3 separate regions of the Mus musculus genome follow, and all the other regions are linked to region 1. A link is a contact called in public HiChIP or PLAC-seq data. All regions are on one chromosome and are shown on one strand. Each heading gives the region's core, a stretch centred on a gene start, on an enhancer-like site or on the middle of the called end of the contact. The rest is flanking DNA. Distances are from core to core; before and after follow the strand shown.

The links. HiChIP or PLAC-seq counts read pairs in DNA pulled down with a chosen protein or histone mark.
Region 2: an HNF4G HiChIP or PLAC-seq map of pancreatic cancer cells shows a contact between it and region 1. The contact joins the promoter of Notum here to the promoter of Slc16a3 in region 1. A contact is called at or near these places in 2 of 39 promoter capture datasets (hematopoietic stem and progenitor cells and liver), 3 of 484 Hi-C or Micro-C datasets (embryonic stem cells, nephron progenitors and uterus), 3 of 115 datasets of contacts at active chromatin or transcription factors (extraembryonic endoderm stem cells, memory CD8 T cells and pancreatic cancer cells) and 3 of 9 other capture datasets (adipose tissue, liver and pancreatic islet).
Region 3: an HNF4G HiChIP or PLAC-seq map of pancreatic cancer cells shows a contact between it and region 1. The contact joins the promoter of Mafg here to the promoter of Slc16a3 in region 1. A contact is called at or near these places in 5 of 39 promoter capture datasets (cranial neural crest, embryonic stem cells, liver and 1 more), 1 of 484 Hi-C or Micro-C datasets (neutrophils), 7 of 115 datasets of contacts at active chromatin or transcription factors (the HPC-7 cell line, bone marrow-derived dendritic cells, embryonic stem cells and 3 more) and 2 of 9 other capture datasets (adipose tissue and liver).

What each region holds. Positions count from the first base shown.
Region 1 is chr11:120,947,767-120,950,466 of GRCm38.p6, reverse strand. It overlaps Slc16a3 (solute carrier family 16 (monocarboxylic acid transporters), member 3), which reads right to left and starts at 1,400. Exons shown (of 6, transcript NM_001038653.1): 1 at 1,317-1,400.
Region 2 is chr11:120,659,823-120,662,621 of GRCm38.p6, reverse strand. It overlaps Notum (notum palmitoleoyl-protein carboxylesterase), which reads left to right and starts at 1,429. Exons shown (of 12, transcript NM_001382269.1): 1 at 1,429-1,501; 2 at 2,257-2,627. The coding sequence starts at 2,284.
Region 3 is chr11:120,632,067-120,634,940 of GRCm38.p6, reverse strand. Mafg (v-maf musculoaponeurotic fibrosarcoma oncogene family, protein G (avian)) reads left to right here and starts at 1,394. Exons shown (of 3, transcript NM_010756.3): 1 at 1,394-1,579. Gm17586 (predicted gene, 17586) reads right to left here and starts at 1,191. Exons shown (of 3, transcript NR_165823.1): 1 at 449-1,191.

The DNA of each region.
Region 1 (2,700 bases), core at 151-2,650:
AAGGCCTACTGTGCTTTCTCCTCGCTGCCCCTCGAAATTTAGGCATCCAAGCAGTGAGATCGTTTTTACGGGGAGCAAGCCCTGCCCAAGGTCACTGGTGATGTGGCCAAGTCCATCTTGGAACCAAACCACTGGTTATTCAAAGTCCTTGCCAAGAAGGGGCCACATGTATCTCGGTAGTGTCCTCAGTGCCCCTTAAGGGGTAGACTCATCCTTTGCACAGCATCCTAGCTGTGCACTAGTCACTGCTCATCCTGAGTGAGTCCACACACTTTTAGGACTGTCCTCGTTCCTCAACACGGACGGACCCAGCACCCACGGGACACCAGCCAACTTTGGGCCTGTACAATGATGCCGGGAGCCCTCGGGGATAACCTGCTCCCAACAGAAGAACTTTGGGAAAGCTAATGAGCCTGTGTTATGGGGAGAACCTTGCCGTTACGCTCAGACCAACCTGTTGTCCTGAAAGGGTTCCTGTCGGCCTGGGCCCTGCTGCCCTCTCCTTGCTTGTCACCCAGATTCCAAGCACTATCAGCTGTCCAGAGTTAACAGTTTCTTGAGCCTGTCTGTTGACTGGACCAGCATCCAGGCAGGCGCCTAGTCAACCCACTTGTCAGGTAAGAAAACAGACCGTGCCTGGTTTTCCTATCGGATGAGAATAGAGCAAACAGAGCCCACTCCGGAGGAAAACCCCACTTTCATGTGCCTAGTTTGGGTTAATAGTGGTGGCTGGGTAAGAGTTGATGAGTTTAAGATGGTAGAAAAGGTGGATGTAAAGAGATGAAAGAGACCCGAGGGCATACCTCCCCCAACGTGGCACCATTCCGAAGCGCACGTGTCCCTCTCTCTCACTGGGCGGCCTGCTGACGCCCGCTGGAGATTCGGGGTTCCAAGGAGGCTGTAGCATTCCCACCAAATATAGCCCAGGTTCCCCGGCCGTCCGGCCACGCTCCAACCCTCTTGGGCCGAGCTATTTATACTCTGGACGTTTGGTCGCCCAGGGCAGCTGCCCTCCTGGACGAAGCCCAGCCCCCGAGGGCTACCGGATGGATAGATAGGCGTCTACGAGGGCAGGGAAGCAGGATGCAAGCGCGCAACTGGCTGTTCATGGCCCTTTGGTGGAGCCGCAGTGGTGAGAAGGTTCTCCAAGTCAAGAAAGAATGGGGCTGGAGAACCAGGAGGAGAGAGGGTCAGGGGCCGGGAGCTCCAGGTCTGGATCCCCCGCCTGATGATCGAAGGCCCCAAACCTTGGGCGACTGGAGGCGGGGGGAGGGTCCCAGCCTCGCTCCGCGCGCCAAGCATCTCGCCGCGCCTACCTGTTACCGCCAGCCGCTGTATCTGCCTCTGTCCGCCTTGGCTGCCCGGCGCCGCGCCGGGGGCGACTTTAAGTGCTCTCATCCGTCGCGCGGCACGTCCCCCGCGCACGTCACCGCTGCCTGGCGCCGCCCCTGCCCTCCCCACCCGGACCCCGCGCCGCTGCCGGAGGGGGCGCCCTGGCCGCTGTTCCCCGACGGCGCGGACAATGCCATCTCCACTTAACAGGGAGACCAGGCTGGCACTCGCTCTATAGGCGCCCGGGGCCCGGGCCCCACCCAACGCAGACCTTCTCACTGTTCTCTTCCGCGCCCTTGGGCCGTGACTACCCACCTCTGCTTCCCATTCTACCCTCCATTTATCCCCTCCCAAGACTGTGGGCTCCTTCCATGATTCCTGCAAGAGAGTGGCAATGTCCTCGCTATCTCCGAGACTGGGACCTTTTGCCCTCCAGACCCTGGCCTTCTGGCCTGCGCCTTCTGCCGGGTGGCACACGCCCCCACCACACCTCATGCACACAGGGCTCCTGCCGCCTGCCTACTTCGGACTTTCGCCCCATCCAAACCACCATACCTTGCTCGTGCCTCAGCCTGGGCTATTGTGTGGCTGTGGCAGCTGTCTTCCCTAGTTAGGAAGACTCAGGCACCTTGGACTGACCGGGGATCTTGGGCAAGGCTGTCAACCTCCCTGAACTTCCGTTTTCCCCTGTGGTCGGGGCCCTGCAACAAAGTCAGATACAGGCACTGACACAGCCCTGCTCTGTCGCCCCTCAACTCCTATAGAAGTGATTTTTATGGGGGGATTTCTGCTCCACTCTAGCCTGTATAGCTCCCTGGGGGGCGGGGGGGGGGGCAAAGAAACCTGGTGTTTTTATTAACAAGCTGTAAGTTTAAACCGGGCAGGTTCTGAGATTGCTATAACATCCTAACTATAGACGCCACATTACTTGCCAACTGAGTCTTGCTGTGTTTGCTCTGCCCCATGAGTGTCCTCAGCGATTTTCTCTCGGCCACGTGCTCATGGTCCATCCTCCCAGACCATCCTGCCTCAAGGCAGGCCTCTTCCTTCCCCTGCCTTTTTCCTTTTCCTGGTACCTACTGGAGATACCCCTACTCATCTCAAGTTCCACCTTCCTCTCTTTCCTGCCCAGTCACAGGCTTTAGCCTTTTACTATCCAATCAGAAGTTATTGGGGAGCATTCTCCACAGCACATTGGTCAATACGCTGCCCATGTCCAGACTGCAACCTGATCTTGGGGCACAGAACTCTTGGGGCATCTGAATACACAGAGCACAAGAGCAATCCTAACACTCCCAGCCCAGTGTGGGAGATGAGGACAGGACAGCAGCTTTGCATGCTGCTCTACAAATGCTGACTTCCCGGAAA
Region 2 (2,799 bases), core at 180-2,679, 290 kb after region 1:
TTTCCTTAACTTTTTAAAAAGTTATTATTTGTATGTGTATGGGTGTTTTGCCTGCACATATGTATCTGTATACCAAGTGTGTGCCGTGTGCCTGAGGAGGCCAGAGAAGGGCTTTGGATTCCCTGGAAATAGTTACAGATAGTTTGAACCACCATGTGGGATCTGGGACTTGAACTTGGGCTCTCTGTGGGAGCAGCTAGTGCTGTTACCCGCTGAGGCATCTCTCCACCCCAAAGGTGAGCTTCTAAGTGAGCAGAGCCTGGTGGTCTCTCAGCTTCTCTAAACTCAGTTCCCATCTGGAAACAGAACACACATCAGGTGCCCATGAGCAGACTCCTGTATGCTTTTTCTTGAGTGAACCCAGCATCTGACCTGGAGGCAGCCTCATTTGGGGTTCTGTAGTTTTACCCTTCTTTTTGGCTTCCGGACTGGATCTTAGGAGAACTGGCCTGCTGTGTGTGTGTGTGTGTGTGTGTGTGTGTATTGGCTCTGCAGCACAGGTGGCATCCTTCTTGACTACTCCCTAGGACTCCTCCCTAGGATCTGCAGCAGGTACCCACTAGATGAAGCAGGCTCCTCCTGTCATGAATTAGATTGTGGGCTGTAGAAGCCCTGCCCAAGGTTTGGACCCTTGTCCTGAGGCAGGTGTGTTTCCTGTCTCTAGAAAAACACTACCAGACTGCAGGCAGAAGGTAAAGAAAAAACAAGCTGCTGGCTTGTGGTGCACTTAGGGTGGGTATGCTTGGTTTTGTGCAGCCCGTTTGACCACGACTACCACCGTCATCAGTCCTGCTCCTGAGACTTTTAATTAAATTATTTATTCATTTATTTAACTTTAGAAGTCCACTGTGTAGCCATGGCTGGCCTAAAACTTGCCGCAGTCTCCTTGTCTGTGAGTTTTGTGCATGCCAAAGTTGGCTCCCAGTTTTGATTTCTGTCAGGAATTTCATTCTCGCTGGTCACCAGAGCCTGGGGATGTGTAGAGGAGGTAGTTACATTAGGTGAGATGACTTGGCAGATGGAAGGGGGTCTCCAAGACCGCAACTTCTCTGATCTTCTATCTCTTCTCCTCCAGTGGCGTCTGGGGCAGGGAGAGGTTCTTAGTGATCTTCTTCATGGAGTGCAGCAGCAAGGGACTTTACACCAAAGCCTACCAACCTTGTTAAGTAGCAGTACGGTCTCTGACCTACATGTCTCCTAACAACTGCGGCACCAGATAGGGAGACTCTACAGCGGGTTGAAGTCACACGCTCGATCCTTCCTGCAGGTCGACCCCGAAAGCCCGGCCTTGGGCCCCACCTGTCCGCTCCTCGCAGAGGCCCCCCCTGCACCGCTACTACCGGCCCCTCGGCGCGGAGCCCTGTGTCCGCCGCCGCTTTGATCCCGGGGGCCCCGCTGGATAAAAGTCTCTGGCGGCTCTACGCCAGCGCCAGAGAGGGAGCGCAGCGCAGTCGGGCGCACCAGCGGGATAGCGCAGCTCCAGCGACTTCCAGGACCTACGGTGAGCGCAGGACTCCGGGCGGTTCCAAGTATGCGAAGGGGGCCCAAGTGCGAGTCTCCCACGAATGCACGGGGCAGGGGCGCGGGAGGGAAGGCCCCAGCGGCACTAGGTGAACGTTCGCATCCTGCGCCCTGACCCGTCGGGCCGGGCAGCTGCGCAACCCGCAGGGCGCCCCCGATGCGGAAAGGCCTCTTCCTCCCCGCCCCCGAGGCGCTCCGAGGGCGGGGGTAGCGGCGCCGAGCTGGCCGCGGAGAATGGAGTTGCCCGGGGCCAGCCCGGCCGCGCTGCCCCCCACGGAGCCGGGCCGGGAGCGCCTCCGGCGGTTGCAACGGGTTAGTCCAGGCCCCTCCGTCAGACTTGTGGTTTGGGAAGAAAAGGCTAAGCCTCCGCCAAGAAAAGAGTGAGCGCAGCCCCCTCCCCCTGCCGCGCCCGGGCGGCGGCGGCACTTCTAACGCGCGGGCACCCGGGCTGCCGCGGCCCCCGCAAACTACGCCCAGCTCGGCTCCCGCCGCTCATTGGCGCGGGCCCGAGCCAGCGCACCCAGAGTCTGCATTGCCCTCGGCCGGCTACGCGCGGAGCCCGAGCTGCGGAGGCCGGTAGCGCCCGACTCCAGAGCCTCGACGCCGAGAGCCCACACTGCCGCCCGGGGCAGGGACAACGCACGGGAGCCCGAGCCGAGGAGCAGCAGTGTCTTGCGCGCCCCCTGGCCCGGCGCCCCGCGCTGCTGACGCCTCACGGCCGTCCGCTCTCCGCAGGTGGCCACAGGCCGGAGTGACATTGCCATGGGAGGAGAGGTGCGCGTGCTGCTACTGCTGGGCCTGCTGCATTGGGTTGGGGGCAGCGAGGGCAGGAAGACCTGGAGGCGCCGTGGCCAGCAGCCACCCCAGCCGCCGCCCCCGCCGCCGCTCCCGCAGCGGGCTGAGGTGGAGCCGGGCGCCGGGCAGCCGGTGGAGAGCTTCCCGCTGGACTTCACGGCAGTGGAGGGCAACATGGACAGCTTTATGGCGCAAGTCAAGAGCCTGGCACAGTCCCTGTATCCCTGCTCTGCGCAGCAGCTCAATGAGGACCTGCGCCTTCACCTCCTGCTGAACACGTCGGTGACCTGCAATGACGGCAGCCCCGCCGGGTAAGGCCAGCGCGGGGCAGGACCCCGGGAGGCCGTCAACCTGGCTTGGCTGGCCCCACCGGTGCTCCGCGCCTGGCTCGCCGTCATCCTATCGCTGGTGGCGCTCGCATCCTCTGCCTCCCCGCGCGCGTACAAACGCGGAGACTGTACTGGACCTGTCCTATTTTCAATG
Region 3 (2,874 bases), core at 145-2,644, 320 kb after region 1:
GCAAGAAACTGTAAGTCACACACGGGCATAGCTTGAGTATATAAGACCTCAAAGCCTGTCCCCACAGAGACAATCGTCTTCCAACAAGACCACACCTCCTAATAGTGCCATTCCCTATGGGCCAAGCATTTAGACACGGCATTTAGAATTCATGCAGGCCATTTCTATTCAAACCACCACAAGGCATAAGGAGTAATTCTCTGTATTCTGAGACTCTGGCTACAGCCAGTGAAAGATAAAAGCTCCCCCCCCCCCACTCCCCAAAGAAATACAATGTAAAGAATTACTTTTTGAGGCTGGGTGTGGTGGCACATGTTTTTAATCCCAGCACTAGAGAGGCAGAGGCAGTCGGATCTCTGAGAGTTTGGGGCCAGCCTGGTCTAAACCTTGTCTCAAGAAACCAAATTTGACACAAAGGACACACACAGGCCCCCTCCAGCCTGCTTACCCCCTTTTCCTTGTCACCTATGTTACAGAACGAGTCACCTTTTCACGATTCCCAGAGAAGACAGGGTCAAATAGAACGTTCAGAACCTCGAAATGAAAACTTGATCCCTCCTACTTTCCTTCTTTTTTACTTTTTCAACAGCAGCGAGAAGTCTCACAGAAAAAGTAGCAGCAGAATGCACCCAAAGTAGTTTCAAATGCGGCAGAGAAGGGTTGGGCAAAGTGCACAACTCCTACAGTGCACGCACACTACCCGAAGAGATGGTCCACGGCCGCAGGTGAAGCCCCTAGCACCCTCCGGAGATTAGAATCATTAGTGAGCGTCCTCCAAGCCTTCGTGTCATCGTGGATAGTTTGGGGATCTGAGCTGGGGTTGGGGCTGTGCCCCTCAACAGCCGTGTCCTTTTCAGACTGCTGACCCATTTAGAATGAGGACGTCGCAGCAGAACGGGGTAAGGAACTAAATCACTGTGTCACACCTTCAAAACAGCAAATAGGTTCCCGCGTGGTGACGCTCATCTGTGAGTTCCGCTTTCAGGGGGCCGAGGCAGGAGCATCTCAGGGAATTGAAATCCAGTCTGCTCGCTGTACAGTGAAACTATGCATCCAAGTGAAGAAAATCAAACAAACCTCCCATAGACCTCGGTCTGAGTTGGTGTGGAGATCGGGAGGGAGCTAGAGGCATCCGAGTTGGGGCCACTCCGTAGAACCTGTCTCTGCAGGAGCACGGTCAACCCGGCGAGCGCCGGGACGACTCCCGCGAGACATTGCCAGGGCGCGGCGGGCGTTGCCAAGGGCAACGGCGCGGGGCTGCGCAGGCGTGATGGGGGCGCGCTCGCCTTGCTGCCGCCTCGCCTTTCCCTTTAAGCTTAGGCCAGCCGCGTCGCCGCTTCATGAATGGAACCCACGTGACCAAACATCATGTGACGTCTGAGGAGCGGCGGCGGCGGCGGATTCTGAGCCCGGTCCGGCCCGGCCTTCCCAGCGCGCTTGGCCCGGCCCGCGCAGGCGGCCAGTCCTCCTAAGCCCCCGGCCCGGACCCTTCGCGCCCGCCCCAGCCCCGCGCAGCCCCGGAGCGCGCGCGCGCGGCCCCGCCCCAGCCCCGCCTTGGCCCGCCCGGGCCCGCAGTGTGGTGAGTGCGCGGGGCTGGGGCGGGCGGCGGGGCCTGGCCTCGGGGTTGCGGCGCACCCGACGGCAGCGCGTGCCTTGGTTTCCCCGCCAGCCGGCTGTTCGCCTGTGTCCCCCTAGAGCCGGCGGACCGGGCGACCGCGAGGCTGGGGACGGGCGTGCGCGCGGCGGCGGACCCCGGGTGCCCTGCGGGGGGCGCGATTTAAGGGCGAGCTGCGCGCGTCTGCCCGGGTCAGCGGGGTGGCCGCACCGAGCTGCTGACTCATCAGGTGTCCGTCGGCTTCCGCGCGGGCGGGGTCGCGCGCGGGCCCACAGGGGAGGCGGCGGGGAGACCCTGCTGCGCGGCTTGGGCTCGCCACGCGGGTGCGAGCCCAGCGGAGACGTGCTGAGTCATCAGCATGAGGTCACTCGGTGCTCCTGCTGACGCTGGGCCAGGGCGGGGGGCCGGGGCCCGCTATCGGCCGGTCTAGTCGGGAGACAGGGCTCGATCCGGGTGGTGAAGGTCGGGCCGGGATCCGGGGTCGTGTTTAAGTTTGACAGACCTGTGAGTTGGAGGCAAAGGCTCCGAAGGAGGCATTGCAGGGGCGCGCCGCAGGTTTCTCCCGGGGTGGAAGGTAAAGCCCCGGGCGTGCGCATCCTTGCCTGGTTCTTGGGCTCCTGGCCCGGGTCCCACAACTGGGGCAGTTCCCCAAACCCGGAGACCGATCGGTGTACGCTGAGGGGAGGAGCTTAGGTGGGCCGAGCCAGCTCGTCTGGGAAGCAAGCTTTCCTTCTCTGTGACCCTGAATGGCCAGGCTTCGTCGGTCCTAGATGGGGAAGACCGGGAGGCAGGGGGAGAAGGGTCTGTGGCTTGAAAGAAGCTGGGGCAGCTCTAACCAGCTAAGGAGAGCAGAGTGTGGATCTAGGCAGCTGGTGAGAGTTTTTGAGGTGCAACCATGGAGTAGAAGATGTAGTTTTATTTATCCCAATGTTATTCCTTTCAGAAGAGTTTGGGGTCCCACTGTTGCCTGGAGTTACCAAAAAGTGTGTGTGCCCTGTTGGGTGTCTGGAGACTCTTGGGAGGTGACAGTTTTGTGGGGTGTGGCTGAATGGCTGTTTACTGACTTATCTGTCGTGAAGGTTCTTGAACTCCATCCTACTGCTTTCCTTGCCCAGGGATTCATGTCTAGACTGTGCTTACCTTGTGGTTTGTGCTAAGGGATGTCCCCTTAACCCTGAGCCCTGAGGCTGCTCATAGGTGCAGTGTTTTTTTCATTTGGTGTGGAACTTGCCCTATGAAACTTCAAGGTTCCAGAAAAT